Regions from separate parts of the Mus musculus genome. Here region 2 is linked to region 1. The links are chromatin contacts, called in public HiChIP or PLAC-seq maps. All regions are on one chromosome and are shown on one strand. The core of a region is the stretch at or near the end of the contact, and the rest is flanking DNA. Distances in the headings are between cores, read along the strand shown. Region 1 has its middle 5.5 kb from the start of n-TDgtc16. Region 2 overlaps Cfap54 (cilia and flagella associated protein 54).

Region 1 (6,137 bases), core at 1,402-3,901:
CCACTACACACATAAAATGATTAAATTATTTTCATTACTCAAAGGAAAAAGTGAATTATACTATACTTAAAAATAACACAGAGCTCCACATCAGGGGTTCTCAACCTCCCTAATATTGTGACCCTTTGATACAGTTCATGTTGTGGTGACCACCAACCGTAAAATTATTTTGTTGCTACTTCATAACTGTAATTTTGCTACTGTTATAAGTCATAATGTAAATATCTGATACTTGGGATATCTAATGTAAAGCTTGGTTTTTGCTTCATTTTCCCCAGTAACAGGCTGACCAAACAAGGAGAAACCTGCCAGACTCTGGATAAGCCTCCTTGCTGCTAAATGGGTGAATTTGGAAAGTTTGCTGGGGCTGGCTTTCCACTCAAGTGCCAACCTTGAAAACGTGTCTTCATTGCCCGCAGAAATTATATTGTGACCACAAAATGACATTTGTAAAAAGGAGACATTGATGGGTTAAAGGTCAAAAGAAGATTGGGGCATGGTGGCACATGCAATCCCAGCACTCGGGAGGCAGAGGCAGGCGGATTTCTGAGTTCGAGGCCAGCCTGGTCTACAAAGTGAGTTCCAGGACAGCCAGGGCTACACAGAGAAACCCTGTCTTGAAAAAAGGTCAAAAGAAGAGCCAGAAGAATAAGAAGCAGCCTCCTGGTTAGTTCTGGTTGGTATCCCACAAACCTGAGTTAACTGCAAGAACAGAATTGCCGTCACCAACTGGCCTGTGGCACCTCTATGGGGCATTTATTTGATGAATGATTGATATGGAAACGGCCCCCATTGTAGGTGGTACCACTCCTGGGTAGGAGGTCTTCGGTTTCATAAGAAAGCAAGCTGAGCAAGCCAGTAAGCAGAACCCCTCCATGGCCCCTGCATCAGCTCCTTCCTTCCGATTCCTGCCATGAACAGACCATAATTTCTAAGCCAAATAAACTCTTAACTTCCCAAGTTGCTTTTGGTCAAGGCGTTTTATCACAGCCACAAAGAAGCAAACTAAGACAAACTATAATCTTCTGAAGACCTTGGTGAACTGCCAAGCCAACCCTGACGTCAGCCGAGAGAGAACCGCAGAGAAAAGTTTTATCTATGTACCTTTTGGGTACTTTTTTAGTTTCATTATGTCTGTGTTGTGTTGCTTATCCAAAGACAACTACGGTGCCACTTAATTACTATAGTCTTACCTACCAAACATTTAAAGCAAAACCTTACCAGCCAGGAGTGATCCCAGCACTCAGTACTCTTTGATCCCAGCACTCAGGAGGCAGATGCAGGCAGATCTCTGTGAATTCGACACTGGCCCGGTCTAGAGAGCAAGTTTCAGGACAGCCAAACTTTAAAAAGCTTTTTAGATGTATTTACTTTTATCTGATAATGTAAGACTCTGGGGAAACTTAGCTTACCCGGCACCCCTCAGTGAACCATGTGGAGCCAGGATCGATTCAAAAAGCAAGAGGAATTTATTGTTCCAGTGCACTGGGGTCATCCCAGACCGGAAGGAGAGGTGCCCCAGCAACAGGTGAGGTTTTCTATGATTTCCAAGGGTAGAATAGAGCATCAGCAACTAGGCACAATATGATTGGTGGGACAGTGCACCCTTTAAACTGATTGGTCTTTAGAGAATGAGGTGAAAAGGACTTCCCTAGTCTGAAAGTGGGCAACAGTCAGTCCTGCCGAATGTGTCCTCACCCGAAGTTCAGTTCCCACCCTGTGGTCTGAGGAATGTTAATTAGCCTCTCGGTTCCAGGGGGGCAAGTGTTTCATGACCTTCCCAAAGTTCCTAAGCTGACCTTTTCAATATGTTGCCTGGTTTGGGCCAGTGTGTATGTCTGTTAGAACTGGAGTACAGACAGTTGTCTGCCACCACGTGGACACAGGGATTGAACCTGGACCTTCTAGAAGAGTAGTCAGTGCTCTTAACCACTAAGCTCTCTATATATATACTCTACCCCTACCCCTACCCTCACCCTCAAGGAAAATTTAAACAAACAAAAGTCAAGAGAAAAAAAAAATCCTGCTTCTATTCCTACTCCAAATGCACAGCTCAGAAATGTTGCTGGCTTTTAAAAACAGGTTGCAGTGAGGATAGTGGTTCGCGACTCTAATCTTTACACTCGGGAGGCACAGGCAGGAGGATCTTGCTAACCTGGTCTACAGAGAGAGTTCTGGGACAGCCAGGGCTACAAGAGAACCAGGTTACACAGAGAAACCCTGTCTGGGAAAAACAAAAAAGCAAATAAATAGAGAAAAAAGAATTGGTAAAAGAGTGATTTACGTTGGATTTTCTAGACTTTCTTGGTTCTAGTACCCATAATCCTTTGCCAAATGCTTTGAGAACTGTGCTGTTTACTGGTAGGTTTTGTTTTGTGTTTAACATTAGTGGAAATCAAACCCAGAGCTGCTTGGCACATCCCAGCTTCTACAGTTCTCCTAAATATCTGCATCACAGGCACTGTTGTTTTTGTTGTTACTGTTGTTGTTGTTGCTGCTGCTGCTGTTCATTTTAATCCGTATCCACACTTCTAAATTCTGTTGGTATGTGATTCATCCAAGATTCCTGACGTTCTCCTCTCCTTGGGCATCTCGGTTGTGTGAAATGGCCGCGATATTTGTGGATTTTATCTGGTTATACTTCGTTGGGACACCAGAGGGCGCAAGGAGACTCGGCTCTTGTTTTTCTTTAAATCTCAAATCCTGCTGGCTGCGGAGAACAAAAGACCGGGAACACTCGGCTTTGAGACAAAGGGACACCGGGAAAAGCCACCCGCCCAGGGTTGGATTCAATTCCTCACTCGCCTTTGCCCCTTCTTTGCCAGGCTGGGGGCTAGAAAAACAGCTTAAGCTGCGCAATAATGAGGAAACAAGAATCAAAGAATCACAGTAGGAAAAAAACAAAACAAAACCAGAGAGCTAAGGAAGGACACCTGAGCTGTTTGTTTTGCCTCATATTAGTAACCTTAAACTCTTCAGCTCAGGATAATAACAGGTATCTAGTAGAAAATTCGGAAATACAGATCGCACTTTTTTTTTTAAATAAGATCTCAAAGAAACCCTGGACAAACGGCTGAGGTGCCTATTAACATATCAAAGCGGATGCTGGCCGCCTGGTTCTTCCCAGTATCTCTCAGCATCTTTGCTACCTGTTGCAGAGGCCTGGCCTTGCTCTTCTCAGCATTTCTCACCCCTATCCCGGACCCTAAAACCCCTCCAGCACCTGAGCTTCGCTTGCTTCCCTTCTGCTAGCTCCTCTTCCCTATATAACTCAAGACATTTTCGTGCCCTCTTGGTATACTTGGCTCTCTTGGCTCCTGGTACTCTCTCCTGCTCTGTCTCTCTCCTCTCTTTCACTCCCTCTCTCGTTCTTCTCCCTTCTCATGCGTCTCATAATGCGGTCCACTCTGCTGACCCAATTCAGTCCAGACACTTTCAGATACCTCCGGCAGTGCTCTCTCTCCTACCTACAATAAACCTACCTCCACAGCCATACTTGGAAGTAGTCATGTCTTCCCCGCCCCCTCCCCCTTCTTTTTTTCTTTTTTTAATTCAACATTATTCGTCTTTTTCTTTTCTTTCCCGCCCCTTCACCCGCTTTGAGACAGCGTTTCTCTGTGTAGCCCTGTCTGACCTAGAATTTTCAATGTACAAGCAGCTAAAGGTGCGCACCACCACCCGCCTTCCAGATCCGCACATTCTAACAGATTACTTTCTTCCCTTTCAACTTCTCTCGGTATTTATAAATGCATAAAGAGTAAAGCTGCGTGGTATTTTCTGACTACTTTATGGGATTTTGCTTGGTTGTTTATCTTTGTCTGATGGACTCTCCTTTTGTAGCCAAGGCGTCCTGAAAACTCAGACGAGTCTCCTGCCTCAGCCTCTGAGATGCTGGGATTAAAGATGTGAGCCACCACACCAGGCTGATCATGGGTAAACTCTTCTGACAACACTTTGCTGATAAAAGAGAACAAAATCTCAAAAATGCTACAGACAGCTTTTTTTTTTTTCCTTAGACCCTTTTGTTATTGCTTGCTTGCTTACTTGGTTGGTTTTGTTTTTTCCTACTTTTGCTTTGCTTTTAAAAGAAACAAAGAGCACCGGGCGTGCGCCTTTAATCCTAGCATTTGGGAGGCAGAAGCAGGCGGATTTCTGAGTTTGAGGCCAGCCTGGTCTACAGAGTGAGTCCCAGGACAGCCAGAGCTACACAGAGAAACCCTGTCTCGAAAAACAAAAAAATAAAAAATAAAATAAACAAAGTGCAAAGTAGAAGTTATTCTATCCCACCTCCACATACCCAAAATGAATTTGTATTTCCCAACAACTTGAAAACTGACACCACCACTACCACCCCAATCTGTCAGGGGAGAGAGCATGAGTCCCCAGAGTGTGGTAGTAGAGGGTAGAGTGATTGATTTGACTGATTGATTGATTGCTTGATTTAGGTCAGGGTGGGCATCAGGTTTGGGTTGGCTTTGCCTTAAGACTGGACACAAGACAAGAAACGATCAGATCCCCAGAACTAGAGTTACAGACAGTTATGAGCCACTGTGTAGGCTCTGTGAATAGAACCCAGGCCCCTACCCTCTTAACTCCCCATCCCCATGTCCTGAATAAACTCTATTCTATACTATACAAAAAAAAAAGATAAATATATAAACCATCATGTTATATTGCGATGTTAGTTTTTACTGTCAACCTAACACAAATCTAGAGTTATCTGGGAAGAGGGATTCCCAGTTGAAAATTTACCTTGATCAGCTTGTCCTATGGCCCTGAGGAGGAGAGATTTAGGTTAATAATTGATGTGGGAGGGCCTGGCCTACTGTAGGTGGCAACATCCCTAGGAAGGTGGGCCAGTGATGTAGAACCAGCTATGCAGGGAGGCAGAAAGCAATCCAGAAAGCAGTATTTATTCATCCTCGGTTTGTGCTTTAGAGCCTGCCACCAGGTCCTGCCTTGAGCTCCTGCCCTGATTCCCTCAATGAGGAACAATCATTTGGACATGTGAGATAAAACAAGGCCCCCTTCACTGCATTGGTCTTTATCAAAGTGTTTTATCACAGCAAATCTGTCGCAAAACTCCCTACAGTCTCCTCTCAACCCCTTCCACCTTTTGCCTCTTTTCTCTTGTCTATCTTTGCTTCTTTGTCTTTTTTGGCCCAATCTCACTATGCCCCAGGCTTGAAATCTTCCTGCCTCCTGCCTAGGAGTACAGGCTTGCACCACCAAAGCTGCCTCAGAGACTCTAAATCAGCAGTCGGAGCACGCCATTCTCTGCTCACAATTCTGTGAAACCAGCCTTTGATCCCAGAACGAGAGGTGAGGGAAAGAGCAGATGGATTGTAGGTTCAAGACCAGCCTGCTCGACACAGTGAGTTCCAGGACAGCCAGGGCTATGTAGAGAAACCCTGTCTCCAAAAAGTAATTAGTTAACTTCAAAAGCCTCTAATGGCATTTCACTCAGGATGAAAGCCCAAATCCTAGGATGGTTTCTTCAAAGACCCACATGCCCTTGAATCAGTCATATTAACAAGACACACTTAGCTTTTTCACTTTTGTGCAAATAATCACTTTTTTTCTTTAAGATTTATTTATTATATGTGAGTACACTGTAGCTGTCTTCAGATGCACCAGAAGAGGGCGTCAGATCTCATTACCGATGGTTGTGAGCCACCATGTGGTTGCTGGGATTTGAAGTCAGGACTTTCAGAAGAGCAGTCAGTGCTCTTAACCGCTGAGCCATCTCGCCAGCCCAATAATCACTTTTTAAAAGCTCTTTCATTTTCCATTCCATTCGATTTCATACATACATATATAGCATACTTTGGTATTGTCTCCCTCTATTATCCTGTCAAATCCCTACTTTCTTTCTTTCTCTCTTCTTCTCTTTCTTTCTTTCTTCCCCCATTTACACTCCAACACCACCTGCATATTGATTTAGGGTTTGCATAAGCATGGGTGGAGGGCTATTAACTCAGAGAACCCCCGCCCCCATGGCTATACCACTGAGGAATATGAATCTCCTTCCCAGACAGGTGGGGCCTTATGAGCCCCTCCCTGATCCATGATGGAACACAGGCAGCCTCAGTCTGTACCAGCTACATGCGGGTAGTCACAGATGCTGTGAGTTCATC
Region 2 (6,137 bases), core at 2,484-4,983, 1.9 Mb before region 1:
CATCTGTCTGTATTAGCAATTGGTTGTTAGTGTTGGCCGTTGTTAATATCAAGAGGATTTTAAATCAATGTGATAGTCCTCTTAAAATAATTCATTTATAATCCATACCAAACATCTCTTCTCCCAGCCTCATGGGACTTGAGTTTGTCTCTGACAAAGTACATGGTAGAAGAGGATAGTTGAGTAGCCCCCAGCCTGTGGGAAGGGGTTTGGGGCAATGCCGCCTGCAAGGATTTAGGGGTTCTACAGCTGTCACCTAAGGATCTACTCATTTATTAGGCGCTACTCATTTGTTCCCTGTGGCAAGCTTCAAGGGAATTAAGACTTTTTTCCACCCAGAAATTCCCAAGTCTCCACACAGTATCTTCACATAGCTTATCTGAGGCTACACATGGGTAACTCCACTTAATGGACATAAGCCCTGGAGACCCCACCACACAGGAAGCCTACCTACCAGCTCTAGGGAACTTTGACTTGATAAAGCTTGCCTGTTTTTTAAAAAAATATTTTTATTCATTTAGTACGGGTATGTATACACATGTGTGAATGTGTCTGTGTGTGTGATTACCACAGATGAATGTGTGTGTCTATACATATATGAATGTGTGTGCATCTCTGTGGGCGTGTACACATGTATGAATGTTTATAGGCCAGAAGTTGATGTCAGGTACCATCCACAGTTGATCTTCATTTTGGTTTTTGAGACAGGAACTCTCTCTCTCACAGAACTTGCACCATTTGGTTCTGGGCGTGGGGGTGATTCAGGTCCAGTTGTGAAGACATATCACTGCCAAGTCAGCCCTGTGTCACCTTGGTGGTGCTTTCTGCCACCGAGGCCAAGGTTGTTGGTTTACCTTGCCCGTATCATCAGAACCTCCAGTCTGTTTCTCTCTCCTCCCAGTACAGGACTTAAAGACACATACCACCGTGCCTGGCTCTTTGATGGGTGCTGAGGAGTGAGCTCAGGTCATTGTGCTTGCATGACACTTTACCATTTTTCCAGTCCCTGAGTTCAAGTCTGTAACTGCATGAGACAGAAATAGTACTAGTTACCCAGTACTCTCGGTGTCATTCTTGGCTGACTTAATCTTCTAGTAATGTAGAAACCAGGCATTATGGCTGCCCCTCATTATTGCTGCAAACCCTGCAACATTCTGAGTATTGTGGAAGGGTTTGGCATGCATAGCAATCCTCACTATAGTCTTTTGAGGTAGAGATCATCAGTACTACTACTACCAGGCAGTGATATCCTCCTCCTCCTCCTCCTCCTCACTCCTCCTCCTCACTCCTCCTCCTCCTCACTCCTCCTCCTACCCCCTACTCCTCCTCACTCCTCCTCCTCCTCATTCCTCCTCCTCACTCCTCCTCCTCACTCCTCCTCCTCCTCACTCCTCCTCCTCCTCACTCCTCCTCCTCACTCCTCCTCCTCCTCACTTCTCCTCCTCCTCACTCCTCCTCCTCACTCCTCCTCCTCCTCATTCCTCCTCCTCCTCACTCCTCCTCCTCCTCACTTCTCCTCCTCCTCACTCCTCCTCCTCACTCCTCCTCCTCCTCCTCATTCCTCCTCCTCCTCACTCCTCCTCCTCACTCCTCCTCCTCCTCACTTCTCCTCTTTCCTCCTCCTCCTCCCCCTTCTTCTCACAACCATCACTACCACCACCACCATATGGACCATAGTTCACCCACATCCCATGTATTCTGCTAAGTACTTTCATGAATCTTCTCACTTGATCCTCATACCAACACTTTAACAAGGACACCGTTTTCACTAAACTTTCAGCTGAGGATGCAGAGGCTAAGAAAACCGAGCTTGCTCACAATTACCGGTGTAGATTGCAGCGTTCTGAGGCCACAGTCACAAGAACCACCACACAACTAAAGAGCAATGCCTATCCAGTCACTAAATCGGCTCCTGGCTTGCCTGTCTTATTCTGGTTTACCTACTCCAATGGAGGAACCGTGTGGAGGGACAGATCTTTTTTTTTTTTTCTCTAAAATCCCAAAGACCAAGACTGATGAAGGGCTTTTCTTCAGACAGAAGCCACTAAAGCACTCACCAGTACATGCCTAAGCAGTACTCCCGCTAACAATCAAGAGACACCTTTGCTTTGGATCTTCTGAGGCATCGTAAGGGGCAGTCTGGGACTCAACAAACGTTAAAGAAGACACTAGCAACAGTATGGACTTATGCTTTGCTTTCTGGTGAAGTATTTGGCTCACACAGCCGTTAAGCCACTCCCGTATTATTACTTAAATCTCAAGTCAACCTTGAAATGGCTCCTGACATGAACCTGTGATACACGAGGCTACACTGCCACCCTGTGGCCGAGTTAGTTTATTGTTTTTTTTCCCCCCTGCTGACACCTGAAGCAAGCTTTTGTGAGGTCCATGATTTTAGATCCATCTAGATTTTTAGCTCTTTGAAGTTTGATTTTCCTGTGAAGAAAATTGTCCTGTTTTAGTACATCTACTTTATTAATAAAAATAATTATTTCTTGCCTTTAGGGTTAGAGAAAAAAATGTTACTTGCCCCCCGCTTCTCCCCCCAGTGGCTTTTCATCTCCAGACTTGAAAGCAGGTTTTCCGGTGGGTTTTGGCACACTCCTCTCCTTTGTCAAAGCTTCGCTGAGTGGTGGAAAGAATGCTGCACTTAGCAGTTCAAAGACTTGAATTCCAGCCCCAGTTCACCTCTTTCAGAAACAGTTCAGACTCTGAGTCAGATTAGGTTAGATTTAACTTAAGGTCCCTTCTGGCAATGGCAATATACTCTCAGGGCTCTCTCTCTCTCTCTCTCTCTCTCTCTCTCTCTCTCTCTCTCTCTCTCTCTCTCTCTCTCTCTCTCTCAAACCCCAGTGTAACGATGAAGAGAAGCTGACTTTAGTTTGAAACGCGATTTTTCTTTCTTGCTGCGGAAGCTTTGAGGGATTTTTGCAAAGGCCTGTTGATTTGAAGAGGGTATTTACACAGACTTTTACACCATAGCCTCTGAACCACGATGATCCCGAAACAGGGTTGTTGTGGGGCAGTGGGTGCGAGGGAATAGGAGGTTCTGCTGATGCTGGCAAGGTAAACCAACAACCTGGGCCGCAGTGGCAGAAGGTACCACCACGGCCCCACTGACTTGGCAGTGGCCTGTCTTCAGAACTGGGCCTGAATCTCCTCACTGTGGCCACCCAGACACCCTAGAGAAAAGCCTCTGAACACTAGCCGTGCTGGATGAGGGAGATGAAGTTGGAAGAGTTCTACAGGGACCCGGAAAATTTATCTCGGAGACAGATCTAGCGGGGAGCACAGGCTGCTTGGGTATTTTCAGGTCCTTGGACGCCTGTGTTTGGAAGTGAGTTGTGCATTGCTTGGCACTTTCCCAGAAGACCTAGCTAGGACTGCGCGCCGGAAGCCTATTTAGGTGGATTTTAGTTTAGATTATGAAGTTGTCATTTTCTCGTGTTAAAAATCGCCCTATGCTGCCATGGTTTCTTGTTACCGGGATAGGAACTCTTGGTAGGGATGTCTGGTGCTGGTGGTGTCCGTGGGAAGAAAGTTAGGGGAGCCTCGAGCCCTACCACTTCAATGATCGCCTGAAGTATTTCCATAGCCAGCTTGGTGAGCTACCCCTTTAGTGAAGGTCTGTTTGCTAGTCAACAAGCATTTTCCGTGTGCCCACTACTTGCCAGGTGATATGAGGTTACCATATGATTACAATATGGTTACGATATGAGGATGACTCACAGGCTCCCCAGTCTAGTGGAAGGAGCTTAAGTTCCTGCCCGTGGATGGTAGAGCAGATTTGCACACTGCTGTTAAATCCTCATCTACATCCAGTAGTTTCTTTTCCTCTGGAATAGAAACTAACTAGACAGGGGAAAATTCTGCTCTTTCCTCTTCTGAGCCTCCACAGCCAGCAGCCGGGCCTGACTGTTACTTCTGTCTTTCTCAGTTTTCACTATTAAACACCACATGAACCTGATGGGTTTGCTCCATCCACAAAGCCATGGGGCCTTTTGGATGCAGTCCCCTTTCAAGGCTGGTCATTGATCCACTGAAGAAATTATTCTTTAGTTATTGAAGCCACATTTTCTCACGGGCAGAGACGTTTTGCTCTGCTGTCCAAAGTTGTCGTGACTTGAGGATCCAGGACTCTGGTCAGCTTTCCTATGCTGGGCTCTGCTGTTGCCATTTCCGGAGCATTCTGCCGAGTAGTTTTATGTCACCTTGACACAGGCTAGAGTCGAAGGCGAGGAGGAAATCTCAATTGAGAAAAAGTCTCCATAGGACTGGGCTGTAGGCAAGCCTCTAAGGCATTTTCTTAATTAGCGATTGATACGGGGGCGGGGGTGGTGCAGACATTGTGGATAGGGCCACCCTGGGCTAGTGGTCCAGGGTTCTATAAGAAAGCAGGCTGATCAAGTTGTGGAGAGCAAGCTAGTAAGCAGCACCTCTCCGTGACCTCTGCATCAGCTCCTGCCTCCGGGTTCCTGGCCTGCTTGAGTTGACTTCTTTCAGTGATGGACTACAGTGTGGAAGGGTAAGCCAAAGAAACCCTTTCTTCCCCAACTCACTTTAGGTCATGGTGTCTGATCCTAGCAATAGGAGCCCTGACTATGACAAGTACTTAACAGAGTATTGAACACTACCCCAGCCCATCATTCACACTGGTTCTTGCTCCAGAGCAGCATGGCTGGGCTGTATTAAAGTACCCATTGTACAGATGAGACGATTGAGGTCTGGAGAGACACTGAGATGTGAATGCAGCCTAAATTTATTTCAGTCTGACTGTTCCAGCCTTTTCCATTTTCCTGGTCCTCCTAAACCAAAAACAACACAGCGCTCGCTTCCACAGACCAGCTAGCAACTTTGAGTTGTTCCTAGACCAGAGCTTACACTTGAAGAATATTGCTGAAAATGAGCTCAGCTCATAGGCCTCTTAAGGAACTATTCTAGAACAATAAAGGCTCTATAACAGCTACTCTGAGATTTGGGGCTCTCTCAACTTAAATTAAAAACAAAAATTCAGGGGGCAGGGAGATAGGCTCTTGGTAAGTGCTTGCTTTACAATCATGAACTCCGGAGTTTGGTTTCCTGAACCCACATTTATAAAGAAGCCAGGCACTGGTTCTATATAGAATTATTCCTATAATCCCTGCACAGAGAAGCTGGAGACAAGCATATTCTAAGGACTAGCTGGCCTTTTGTTTGTTTGTTTGTTTATGGTCATTGATGGGAATAACCAATAACCTGAGCTCAAAGTGTAGACGTTGATGGTTCTGAGAAATATCACTATGGCTGGTGTAAGAGATGAGAAACCATTCAGTTGTGCTTTCTACTTCCCAGGCCTTGGAGTTCCTGCTGTGGGCCAGCATGTGCATGGAGTCCTCTGTCCCGCTCCTGTCCATCAGGTACCTGACATGGAGAGCCACTCTCTACACTGCCGTCTGCCAGTGCCACTATGACTGTCAGGATGGCATCCACGGGGAGGTATGTGGCTCTCTAAGGTGGATGGCTTCAGCATTTGAAGTACAGCTTATCAAACCCTCTCTCTGTTAGATGTCTCAAGGCAACAGACCAGCCAAAGAACTGGAAAGAAGCAAAGCCAAGAAACTCCTGGCTTTATCTGAAGACATTTTCTTCTTGGCTATTCCATTTTGTCGGTTTTGTGGCGTTTTTTTCTCTATGTTGCCTGTGAGTTCTCTCCTTGACTCTTGCACTGCCAGCTTGGGCTTTCTTTGCTCTTTTTATTCCTTATTCTTTTGTGGTGTGTGTGTGTGTGTGTGTGTGTGTGTGTGTGTGTGTGTGTGTGTGTGTGTGACTACATGTGGAGGTCAGAGGACAACCTTTGGCAAGGTCTTGGCTCTCGCTTTTCACTTTGTTTCAGAGAGCATCTCTTGTCCGCTGTTGCTTACTCCAGGCTAGTTGGTTGACAAGGTTCCAGAGACTTGTCTGTCTCAGCCTCCCATATTGCCATAGCAACACTAAGATTACAGATGTGAGCCACTGTGCCTGGCTTTACCTGGGGTTTGGGGACCCAAACTCAGGTACCCACTAATGTATTTATAAAAAGATAAAGAGATATAGGGATATGTTCTATGGGGTGTGGTGAGGTATGGGGGTGGGGGGATGTCTCAGCTGGCCCATGCCGA

The links. HiChIP or PLAC-seq counts read pairs in DNA pulled down with a chosen protein or histone mark.
Region 2: a contact with region 1 is called in an H3K4me3 HiChIP or PLAC-seq map of bone marrow-derived macrophages, with 11 times the contacts expected there. The contact joins two enhancer-like sites. A contact is called at or near these places in 2 of 39 promoter capture datasets (hippocampal neurons and pre-B cells), 1 of 484 Hi-C or Micro-C datasets (CD8 T cells) and 11 of 115 datasets of contacts at active chromatin or transcription factors (bone marrow-derived macrophages, differentiating embryonic stem cells, embryonic stem cells and 6 more).

The regions. Positions count from the first base shown.
Region 1 is chr10:91,184,610-91,190,746 of GRCm38.p6, reverse strand. No RefSeq gene overlaps it. Among named protein-coding and RNA genes, the nearest start is that of n-TDgtc16, 5.5 kb to the right of the region's middle. Within about 2 kb of position 2,651, at least 212 of the 459 cell types and tissues checked have an H3K27ac peak or open chromatin away from gene starts, as enhancers often do. A contact at or near this core is called in CD8 T cells and bone marrow-derived macrophages, where this site is marked.
Region 2 is chr10:93,047,272-93,053,408 of GRCm38.p6, reverse strand. It overlaps Cfap54 (cilia and flagella associated protein 54), which reads left to right. Exons shown (of 68, transcript NM_001347060.2): 6 at 5,332-5,475. Among named protein-coding and RNA genes, the nearest start is that of Gm40739, 24 kb to the left of the region's middle. Within about 2 kb of position 3,733, at least 14 of the 459 cell types and tissues checked have an H3K27ac peak or open chromatin away from gene starts, as enhancers often do. A contact at or near this core is called in CD8 T cells and bone marrow-derived macrophages, where this site is marked.